2 separate regions of the Gasterosteus aculeatus genome follow, and region 1 is linked to region 2. A link is a contact called in public Hi-C data. All regions are on one chromosome and are shown on one strand. The core of a region is the stretch at or near the end of the contact, and the rest is flanking DNA. Distances in the headings are between cores, read along the strand shown.

Region 1 (6,179 bases), core at 2,679-5,178, 88 kb after region 2:
ATCTACACAAACACTACAGCTAGATCTGAATAAAAAACAACCCTGTGAAGACCTATGAATAATTAGCCGATGCCATTATAAATTTCAGACATTAGCCATGACAGGGGAGTGATGGTAAATACGCTCAGATAGGCCTTAAATAAATACAGCCAGCGCTACATTACAATGTGTTTGTTTAGTTCTTCTGCACCGAAAGAGTCTCGACGGTGTAATTAGCTCACAGCTCAGCTGTCACATGGAATAGTGTCATCTCTCCACAAATATCAACACTTTGGCAACAAACTGATGCTTGCCATGATGAAACAGCCCCAGTGCAAGTATTTCATTACACATGCTGCTGAAACAATACAATTGATCAATTGTACCAAAAAGTACGAGTATCAAAAGTATCAAAAGTACGTCACGATAAAGTAATTAACTACGTAGTTCATTGGATTTTCAAATAAAACACCACGGGTCCAGATGATTCAATGGTTCCAATAAAATAATAAGAACATTTTCAGTGTGCGCCTCATGAAACAGGGGGAATTAAAGTGTACGCTGAAATCCAGACTGCTGAACTTCCACAGCAGTTAGTTGGTGTTAAAAAGAGGCCTGTTGGCTGCCGGGTGAACACACAGAGGTCCTGGCAGTTAGAGTAATGTACAAAGCATCTCTAACCCCCCCCTCCAGCACCGCTGCGCTCTTTCAGTCTCCTAAGACACATGTTTAATCTTCTCGTCCCGTGCCGCTCAACCTTCCTTCTGTGTTAACCCGGCACGGACAGATGAAACGAGAAATGAATCCCCTCTAATTCACTGTTAAAAGGAGAGGAGAGCTTTAACCTGATAAGCTCTGCCCGACAACGACGACACATTTTATTTAAGAGGACCGTTCATACGGCGTGTTCATCTCAGCGTGGACCGAGATGTTCTCCCGATCTCAAGCAGATTCAATACCACCTCAAGCGCTCCGGGTCCGTCCAATGATCAGCTAGTGAAAAGGAAACTTCTATGTCGTTCATCGTGGCTGGTTTCAGCTTCAATGATTCATCCACAAAGTGCCATTTGCGATTTCTACATTAGTCTGACGTGTGTGTGTGTGTGTGCGCGTGTGCGTGTGCGCGTGTGCATATACAAAGTTCACCGGACCTTGTAGAGCTGCTCGTAACGTCGGCGGCTGTTTCCTGCTTTGCAGTGTTATTAGTTCGTTATCAGCTCCCGGCTTACAGGTGAGTCACGCACACAACGAACAATGACACCGTACATCAAGCGGTTGCCTGGCAACCAGCATAGTTCTGACAAAGAGAACGAGAAGACACCCAAAGACGGATGGGTGGGGCGAATCATTTTACCAGACCTTCTTTCAGAAACGTCGCGGGGCGTCCAAGGTTACATGAAAGTGCAAAGTGAAAACTTTACCAGTCGGTTCCTGGCTTCAACGTATCAGAGGTAGTTTGAAAGGGGAGAAGAGGGATGCAGAGCGAATGTACATCCTTTCAAATTGCCATAACACTGGAAACAGTGTTTTCAGTTCATTAAAGTTATGTGTCACCCTTCTAGTTGCCTAAACAATGAAGGGTGGGTGAAGTCACTGGTGACTATGTCTACTCCCCCCCCAGCCGGAAAATTACCTCCGCCCTCCCTGAAAAAGTGTAGAATGAAAAAACATGTCTTGGTTAGTTTCCCCGCGCACGGCAGTCCCACACGTGCGCAAATATGTCTGTGTGGCACTCGCAGTGGCAGAGCATCAGCAGCTGACTGACAACCCACCCCGCGCTCGGCAAACCCCCCCACCCCCCCCCCCAAAAAACATAGGGGAAACACTTATATAGAGTGTACTGTATGAATCAATGAGCATTGACCTGAATCACCAACTCAAACAAATGCTTTGAGTGCTCGTCCATCGTCCCAACGCGTGAACCGCCCCCCTAACCAGGTATCCGCTATAAGTCAGTATCTACCCATTTCACACAAGAGGGGCCAAACCAAAGGCCGTTGTCCTGCCGACCACAACAGCTGCCACGGCAGCACAATGGGGGGTCCATTTTATAGATACAAGTCAGTCTTCTGTAAAGGGCAATAAGACCATTTTGCCCCTCGTGCTCTGCGGTGTAAACTCGTGCATCGGACAGTGTGTGTCAGACGCAGACTGCACTCACAATGCCTTTCACTGACCTGCCGTCAATAGAAAGAATAATGCAATAATGTCATTGGAGATTCAATGTCATTAAAAGTTTAAATTTTATTCAGCAGATTTTTTTTTACTGCCAAATTGATTCAGAAAAGTTCAGACTTGTGTGCTTGTGTTGCCTCTGTACGCGTGAGTGTGTTTTTTGGGGTATCACCGATTAGCCACAGCACTTCTACCACTTCATCACCATAATCCTCGAATACCTCTGCACCGCCGGGTACAATCTATATTAGGTTGCTAAGCAGAGTGCTGCCAGGCCGACCGACACACGGATTAAGATTATGTCCTTTTTATGGAGCCCAAAAAGCTGTAAATCTCCGTGTTACACAGCAGAAAGAGGGTGAGACGGGAGGAGAGATCACACTTGCTTCAAAAAAGAAACTTCACAACAGCGATGGAGCACACATGGGTGGGTACAAAGTACGCGTTACTAGGAATGATAACATTGCAGTTGATGGATACGGTCAAAGCACTTTGTGACTAATGTGGGTGGTATGTTATGCCATTCTGCTGGGGCCTCAGTCATAAGGGCCACACGTATTCATTCATTCATTTAGCATACGCTAGTAATGCATTTCATAAATCAGTGGTTGTCGGCAACATTTTCCCAGAGAAACTATTACAATTCTACAAGTATGTGGTTATTTTCAATTCGGCATAAGAAAAGAAAAAGACGACGAGCACTTTAGTCATAATTAACCATATGACTAATTAGAAGGACGGGAAAACATTCAGAAAGTTGACGCTTTCCTTACAAAAAGTTGCTGCAAAGTCAACCATACGTCCGCCGAATAGAGCCTCGGATTCCAGGTAATGTTCAAAAACCCGGGATTCATTCCACCAAACGTGCCAAATAGGAGAAAAAACGAGGAGGTCGAAAAAAAACGCCAGGTTTTGAAGGGGGTTTTGTCGCGGTGTCACTCACCCGAATTCTTCTCATCGCAGCCACGATCTCCACTCGGCTGCTCGGCCGCGTCACATCCAGACTCCCGATGTACTGCAGCCACATGACAGGTACAACAATATTAAGCAAACAATAGACGACCATTCTCGCTATGCATTCACTGAAAGAGCGCACGTGTTCGCCTGGGGTTATTTTTATGACTTTTTAGGACTCAAACTAAGTATCTGAGCATTGGGTCTCAGTGCGATACGAGTCGGCCAAAGTTGAAAACACGTCTCACGGAGTAGTGACGTTAAGTGTTACAGTGAGACGTTAACCTGTATGTGGATTCACCTTCGCCTCGAAGTTGATCCCATGCTGGAACGCTTCCTCGTTGTGCAGCGGGATCCGCAAATCGTGCCCATCGTCAACGAGGTTGTACTTGCTTTTAGCAGGCATTTTTAAAAAGAAGAATTCGCCTCTCCGCACTTCCAAGAAAGAAAAAAAAAAGATAATCTCCACGGAGAACCAGCTGTTTTAATCCGAGAAAAAAAAAACAAGAAAAAGAAACAATTCCCCAAATTCCGGCTAGTGCACGTTCTCCATCGCGCCGCACCGTCCCGGCAACGCGGCGCTCACTACGCCCTCGACAGCGGCCGCTGGGCGGCAACAACTTCCCGCAGAGGTCCGGGGCACCGCGGCCCTCAAGTCACACGCAGACGACAAGAACACGGCGACATTCGGCGCGTGCGTGTGTGTGTGTGTGTTGGGGGGGGGGGGGGGAGGAGGACAGATGTGTCTTCGCGACTTTTCCTGTGGCGCTTGTGGAAGTTGGTTTGGGTTCTGCCTCCTTCCCCCGGACTCCTCCCGCCCCCGCGTGGAGGGCGCGCGTGATTGGAGGAGTCCGAGGATCCCACCTGTTTCCATTGGAACAGAGGCGCACCGTGGCTGTCGGGGGGGGGGGGGGCGGAGCGGCTGGTACCTGCCCCCCTCTCTTCCCTCCGACCCTGCGCATACACACACACACGTACACGCACGGGAATAAACCGATTGAGGAGTGGTGTGGCGCCCACTGTAGGCGGTACACATCTGTAGTGTGTAAACTGGTGGTGCGGTTTTTCACCATGAAATAGTCCGTGTAGGCCAATGCAAGCGGTTGACCCTGGCTCCTGTTTGACTGTGAGAAAAGGTTGAGGTTTAATCCTCTGGGAGGATGATCAGAGATAACGGCTGCAAGATGATGTGGTAATTTACAGCCTACGGAAATTAAAATGTCAATGTCACTTTACAGGAGAGGTTTTCACCTTTACCTCTGTTATCAAATAAAAAAGAGCAAGGCTACCAACTAGTGGCCGTATGCGCTATGGGAGTTTAACCTTAAAGAAAATGTAAGAATAAGAAATGATCATTTCTTTCTTTCAAGTATTCTGTTTTAGCCCAATACATTCCACTAACAAAATTGTTAAATAAAAGGCTTGTGTTTTTTTAATGACTCATCACTCGAAATATGTAAGAAGGTACTTTACACAGCACAAATATGGTATTCCCATTTTATGATCCAATTAGCTATATATAGAAAAAAAATTAAATAAAGATTATTTTAAATTTAATTAAATGTGTTTTAGTTTTTACATTTTTAGTGATTATGCTGCTTTAATAATAAAACAGAGAACGTTATCATCTAAATATCGTTTTAAAGCACTTTTATATAAAAATCAACAACATCTATTCCAATAAAAGGCTTCTACAGTATCTACGGGGGGCTTGTGGTTCTCGAGCATCAACATGGCCACACAAGTTTGGTGCAAAAGCTTGCACAACTACACAAACACACACACACACACACACAGGCCCACACACACAAAACTACTTTAAAGACTAAAAATGTCATCAGAAGGAATGAGAACATATTCAAAGCGCTGAACAATTCCAGGAAAAGACATTATGGGTCTAAACACAATCTGCAACACGATGCACTGATAATAAGCTAATTGGGTTGTCGGTCATCTAAGACAGATCGTTCATGCTGAGTATCCTCCAGACATTCTGCTCAAGCATCTGGAATGGAAGCATCCCCACTTGTCATGTTGTATAATGCACAAACCATCTGTGTCACCTTGGGAGTAAAGATGCGTGCAGCGCTCCCCTAAAGGTTGTCCTGGAAGGCGAGGAAAGGGGAAGTGGGGCAGCAGTAATTCACATTCTCACCCCCCTCTTTGGAAACATATAAAGTGCTGCTTGTTATGGCGTCCTGGGGGCTTTTACACTAGCAGGACGGTGCTTTACTGAACGGTATGAGCTTCAGAAATGGCATCTGGCTCCCAGCTATTGCCCTCCTGTTTATTAAAACCTAATCATCATAACTCATTGAAACAAATTGTTTCATTTAGAAATTGTGTTAATTAGATAAAAGTTGCGTAGATGATACATCTTTGAACAGAATGCTTGGAAATCTCTGAGCTTTATTTGACTTGACATTTCAAAGGCTCCACTACAATGATATTATTTCATACGTGCAGTTCTTTAAAGAATCCCTCCATGCTGACTGTTATTTATTTAATTTTTGAGGTCAAGAAGGCCTGACCCTGATGATAGTAGTTATCGGACAAGAACAGCTGCTGTCCCTGCATGAGGAATCACCATTGAATACTTACAGCTCCTCTCTCAGGGACCCCGTGGTCTTAAGGCTCTTTAAAAAAGGATAGAGAGCAACTTAATCCCCGGCAGGACTGAAAACACATGTTGATCTGTTGATTAGGGCTTTTGGCTTTGGAGGCATATGTTCTCCACGCAAAGTAGCTTTTGGAGATCAGTGTACAAAAACATCACAGTTATACTTAAAGCCAAAAGGCAACATAATTCCACAGCAATACAGCAAATATAGCTCCTAAACCGGAGACTTTTTTTCCACAGAGAACGAACTAAAATGGGTGAGACAAAAGAACCCGGCCTGGAGGTGCGTGGGGGAGTGCAGGGAGGACTTTAGTTCAACACAATGCCAGTAATCCTACATGAGACATGTATTACATGTTACAGGTTTTAGACAAGTCAGATGTAATGATGTGTTTGCCCTCAGGGGAGTCTCTTGTAAAATGGTATTTGCTTGAGGTGAACTGGGTAAGAC
Region 2 (6,152 bases), core at 247-2,746:
CTGCCATGTATGAGTGGGAGGAATACATAATTAAATGGAATTTCCATTTTGACTGAATAAGAGGCTGAAAAATTCAATCTTATTCAATTTCAGACGTCTCACAGGACATTTTAATGTGTCATTATTCATTTAAACCCCCACTTCACGGGAAAAATCTTAAATCATTCACCCTTGCTGCCGGCTATACGACGCATTGATAGACACTTCTCTCAGAAGAGGTAATTCAAAAGTTTTGCCTACGATACGATAATGTGTTCGTCAAAAGTTCTGTGAATTTGAACCTTTATACAGAAGCGCTAAAAAAGGAAACATTTGATCAGACTGCATCAAACCAGCAACCTTTGAGGCACAAGTTTGCAAATTAATTCAAAATGATCTTTAGAAGAAGATAAATTCTAACGGATCAAGTCAAAAGGTGTGTGTGTGTGTGTGTGTGTGTGCGCACCTGTTTGCAGAGGACTGGTGGAGTTGGTCCAGACTGCTCCACACGGCATCCACGTTCTTGTTGACCTCTGTGACCCCGATGTCCCCGAGGTGACTGGGCTCTTTCCTCCTTAACAAGTCATTCACCTACGAAAAAAGACAAAGAAAGACGGAAGTCTGCTCCACCGTTGCGACATTGAAGAAATGGAATTTACATCGCAACCCCAAATAATGGAGAGCAGAAGACGACAACTTCCTGCTTGAACTGCGCTGACCTTTGCCCCGACAGCCTTTCCCAGGTTAATGGCATTTTTAAGCCTCTGTTGGCCTCCAGAGGATGGGGAGTCGACAGCGCCGGACCCCAGGCTGTGATTGGCTGATGCCGGGGAGCGTCGGGTGGAGGGCTGGCCCGACCTCGAGGTCTGAGGACTGGACTGCTGGGCAACGGAGTTCTCAAACATACTTTGATCAACTGTGAGAAAGGAGGGAAACGCGAGACAGAAAGACAGACGAGGTGAATACCAGACAATACAAATGGGACCACGTCGCTCTGCAGCTCTGCTCCAAACAGACTGATGTCATATCAGCACAGCGCGTTTCAGTCATTGGGATGCCAGTGGAATAATATCGTATGTAATGATCACAGAATGTAAAAAAAAAAAAAGGTGAGGCATTTCTAATGAAACATGCTCATAAATACAAATGAAGCGGTTGACCAAAATGCAGGATGCAGAAACAGCAAAATATGAAAGGAGAGCTCAGGGAAATTTCAGTCCACTCAAGATAAACGAGCTTACCTCTTGGAGAGAAATGTTTCTCGGAAGGCATTTAATGAGACAAAAATATCAGATTTCAGGTAATTGGACCACCAGAGATGCAGATCATTGCACTGCGAGTTTAAAATGCAGCCGATTCGTGTGTTACTGTAGTGAGACAAGTCAGAGGACATCTTGGCCAGATAAATGTAGGAAAAATATCAGCAATTAGAATCAGATCAAACTAGGGTGGAGCAGCCAAGTGCACCGTCACTTCATATGCAAGCACTTCACTTACTGAGCCAATCAGGAGATGTACAGTAGCACATTAGCCGGAGGCCAGCGGACAGGTTGGATCATGCATCAACGTGCCACTGAGGGTATTTAATGCAACTTCAAGGAGATAGAAGAGAACAGAGAGAACAAACTACATGGACTTTACAGGCAGCATCATGCAGGGAAACATCCAGTCCACATATTCCTCCCCATTGCTTCCTACTGGATGGACATTGTAATGCACCCATAGGAGAAGGTACCTCGCTTCAAAACAACCAGACTATCCCTTTAATGTGTGTCCTCCCAACTGGTGGAGACGGGACAGAGTACTCTGCTGGGATTTAGTTTGACAAAACAGCTGGATTTTCTTGCCCACTGAAGCGTTACAATTAAAGTGATTGTTTCATTCGCCCGCTCTGCAACTGCAGCATCGGACATATTCCAATAAAGACCTTCCAGTCAGGCGGCGCCATGCGCGATTAAGCACCGTCTGCCGCGCGTTTAGTTCGAATCGCAGCAATCGCTGTAAATTGAATCAAGTATTAACCTGATGAAAGGTTTTTAAAGCCACTGAAACAGCAGCCGGGTCCTAGTTTCATTACATAAATACTAAAGATACAGTTGGAGCCACCAGTAAGTTTAAAACATGAGGAACAAATATCAACAAGCATATCAAAGTTAGTGAATCGGACTGTGGGACAGCAAATCACAAAACAGTATAATATACAATAACGTATTAGTTGTTAGTATTAATATTAATTGTAATAATGAGTCCTGTGTGCACTGGAGAAGCGGTTTTCAGTTACTTTTGAAAGACAACATTTAAGATTCAGGAGATTCATTTTCTGAACAAAAGAATCTTTAATCAGTGATAATGTGACGGCCGAAGAAACTCAAGAGAACTGCTGCACTCAGTTTACCTTCTCTGTGAAACTGTAAAAGCAGGTTACAGAGTGCGGTTTGGTGTTTTGTCTTTTAAGTGCAAATACGCCAGAGGTCTTTTGCAAAAATGATCGTTCATTAACGCCGACTTTCTTCTTTCTGCATCATTTTGGAAATCGGGAGGGTTATTTTCAGTGCGTGTCGCTCCAAACTCGCAGTTTGCATTTGTTGTTAACGTTCAGTAGTTTAGTCACACGTAATCCCTTCACTTCGGCCGCGTGCAGAGAGTCTCAAGAGAAACACAGCGGGGAAAAGAATCATTTTAGGTTTAGAAAACCAGACTCTCTCACTCCCACTCATGAACAAGCAGCTGAATCCACTACAATGATAACGCAACCTGCTGCAACCCTCACCACACGGCAAAAGCTACCTTACAAGGAACCTTGGTGTTTAAACGTTTTTTTCCTATTACGTTACTGTGTTTGAACATGTGTATTTTAAAATATTATTAAATATAATATATAATATATATATTATATATATACATAATATATATAAATATATATTTTAAAATATAAAAAAATTATATTGGGTTTAAATGACGTTTTTTTAGATGTTCGATTTGCAACGACAGGACTCATAAGTAAAGGATTGTCTGTGCATCAGGAGAACTAGCAGGTCAGCTGACCTTCACCACATGAAAAACATCTGTACTCCAACGTCTCATCAACGCAATCATCTTCACATTGAAAGATAGCTGAACACAATGTAGAGATATAATAATAATCACTGTTCTCTCTCTTAAACTGAATATTATCAACAGCTACAGCGAACAAGTGGATAGTCGTCACTTGGGGGTCATTTTCTCCATCTTAATAAGGACTAATGAGGACTCACAGGGCAATTATGATTACGCTTTCCATTGTGTGGAACTGGTAATGGGCCAAATCTGCTCCAAACGCCCCCCTCTGTCGGGATTTCGTCTCTCCTCTGCCAAGCAGCAGTCGTGAGCTCCATTACTTCAAGCCAACACTTACTGATGGAGACGTTGAGTTGAGATTGTCAAATCAGTATCCAAAGTTTTGAGGAATCAAGCTGAAAAAAAACTCTCAACGGAGAAGAAAACAACAAGTTAACAGGAAAAAACCCCATGCGAGCATCCAAGGAACCCTGTGCACATTAACTACGTTCAGCCTTCAAGCAATTCATGCAAACTCATGCAAACTCATGCAATTTTAGGTTTTACGTAAACAGGGCTATAAAAAGCCCTTTGGCTTAGAAAATGGCAGCAGTTCGATTAACCGGGAATCTGTTTATCTGCTGAACTAATATGGAAGTACCCTCATGTATTTTTTACCCAGGTCCATTATAACATGAATGATTAAAGTGCTCAGGTTCTGGTAGACTGATGACGGACAGGATTAATGGAAGAAGTTCCTGATTTGGTGGATTGAACGCTGACGGACACGCTGCCAGTCACAGCCTCACTCACACAGCCGCTCGTACTCATTTTCCCCTCTGAAAGGGGCCCCGTCTGGATTTCACTTACACTTTGATGGAGGATCTGATGTAATATTCATGATTTTCTGTTCACAGGACACACTTAATATTGAAGATTAGAGTGAAAATAAGGAGAAAAAATAATCTAAATCCAATTGCACCAAATTTGAAAACTATTTTAAAATGAAGCAAATTGAATCTTCTCTTTAAAGATCAGTTTAGTTGATTTCAAAATGATGCTTTCGTTAGTGTGCGTTTTCCTTTCTACCGGCTTGGATTTCAGAAAAAGTACAAAATCAAATTTGTTCAATCCCATCTTGAAATTAAGAAGCCTGATATTTGCATTTCCTGCATGATTGTCAATGTGCAGTTATTGTAGTTGTATCATTGTCAGTTCTTTGTCTCCATCTCATCCACAGGACGCGTCGCTGGCTAAATCATTGCATCATCTAATCTTATCGGACTATCAGGAGGAACCAGCTATACGGGGAGGAAGCTTTGAGCTCTGCAGACGACGGACTCCGTCCACAAAGCTGACCTCTCTGCCTCCAGAGTCACAGCCGACCCGTCGTCCTCCTCCTCTGCGTCGCATTCCATCCCCAGAAACATCCGCCGGCATCCATCTTGTCGTGACAGGCCGAGCCTCCCGCTCTGACCTCTCGGGAAAACGGATTCCCCGTTTACAAAACAGATTCATCTCCGCTTTCTCGTTTTCCATCTTCTCCTCCTCCTCCACCTTAAATAACCCCTTCCACAAACTACACCCGTTTTGTTGGCAGGAGCAGTGCTCAGGCTTCCTCGCACAATAACTGGCTGCAAATTAAACTTTGAAACAAGCCTCCATCATAATGCAGATAGCAGTACAGTACAAATGAAGCTGGTTTCAAACAATGCAATGAATGATCCCACATAATCTCCTCTGAATCCAATACCGATAACTCTTGTTATTAGAGATGAGTCCACCTGCTCAAGAGACTGTTCAATAGACGATCTAGTACAGCAGTCTGCTTTTGTCACCTCAGGCCGGGTTTGACAAACAAATCATGTATTTCGTGTTAAACATGCTGCATGTGAGACAGGCAGCAGAAAAGCAGAGGTACAGCTCGCAGGGAAAAGATCACAGCACGACTAATTTCTGGGCAGCGTAGAAATGAAACGAGCAGCGCATCGGTGGTGGGGGACGTGCATACGAACAGTGATCCTTTACGGCCTCCAGTCGACACACACTTTCAGAGGCACTTCTTTCAGCTCAAGAAAACATTGGGCGACCAACAGTATAATTAAACAGCGTTTTTCCCCCCCAGACACCTTCAGACATCTGCAGTCTAATGTTTCAGCGGAAAGTATTTTGCTGTTGTGAGCGATTCACCTCTAATCCTTGATATATCCAACGGTCGAACTTCCTCGGTTTACAAAAAATGAGATTCAGTATAGTCAGCGTCATTGGAAGACTTTTCTGACTCACTTTGTTAAAATCTCATTTAATATAAGGCATAAGAGTCGGATTTGAGATGCTTTAACTCAATGCCAACTTCTCCACTCACTGCGTCATCAGACCACAATGCATTGCAGCCACAGCACACGTCGTGTACTAATTAAAGGGAACACATGTCAGTTTTAACCACCTGGGAAACCGTCTTAACTTGATCCTCTCTCCCCACATGCATGTACAAACCCACAGCCACACGGAATGAGTTCACTCCCCCGGCTGGAACACGTTCACACACATTCTGGGAAATTACTGACCAAACTTGAAGCAAAATAAATGACAAAGTCTTAGTTGGTGTGTTTAATAGATTGCTTTGTTTACTGCTGAGTCTTCAAAAGGTCATTTAAAAACCGCTAAAATATGATCCAAAAGTAGTTATGACGTATGTGACGCTCAGCCAGGAAAACGGGGCACAGCAAGAGGAGAAGGAACCACACGACGGCATAAAAATAGGAAACTACAGAACCAGACATGTTTGTGTGCCTCCAGTCTCAAAGTCGTTAGATCAATAATTAATTCGCCCATTTGCCAAATCGCTGTCTGACCCCGACGCCCCCCGCAGTGTGAGCGTCTGGCAAGAACACGTAGCCATCAACCAGGCTGCCGGAAAACAACGCGTCCGTCGCACCAAACACGGCGTCTCGTCTCCACGTTCAGCGTCGTGCTTCCATCTCACGTTTCCTCCAACAGCTCAAATAAACGCAGGCCGGGTTAGCGCCAAACTGCCCGCAGGTGGCACCGCGAGCCGGAATCGTCCCCGCTACCGGTCCGTGGTGCCAGCTGGGATCGACCCTGTGAGGGATTAGTGCTTGCAGATAACGGATGGA

Evidence for each region. A called contact is a pair of places that touch in the nucleus more often than the background predicts.
Region 1: a contact with region 2 is called in a Hi-C map of tail fin, with 5 times the contacts expected there. The contact joins the promoter of LOC120823930 here to the enhancer-like site in region 2. A contact is called at or near these places in 5 of 6 Hi-C or Micro-C datasets (liver, skeletal muscle, tail fin and 1 more).

The regions. Positions count from the first base shown.
Region 1 is chr8:7,832,485-7,838,663 of fGasAcu3.hap1.1, forward strand. LOC120823930 (carboxyl-terminal PDZ ligand of neuronal nitric oxide synthase protein) reads right to left here and starts at 3,929. Exons shown (of 13, transcript XM_040184404.2): 1 at 3,410-3,929; 2 at 3,098-3,169. The coding sequence starts at 3,514.
Region 2 is chr8:7,746,930-7,753,081 of fGasAcu3.hap1.1, forward strand. It overlaps LOC120823930 (carboxyl-terminal PDZ ligand of neuronal nitric oxide synthase protein), which reads right to left. Exons shown (of 13, transcript XM_040184404.2): 11 at 699-895; 12 at 446-570. Among protein-coding and RNA genes, the nearest start is that of eef1db, 19 kb to the left of the region's middle. Within about 2 kb of position 1,497, at least 2 of the 9 cell types and tissues checked have open chromatin away from gene starts, as enhancers often do.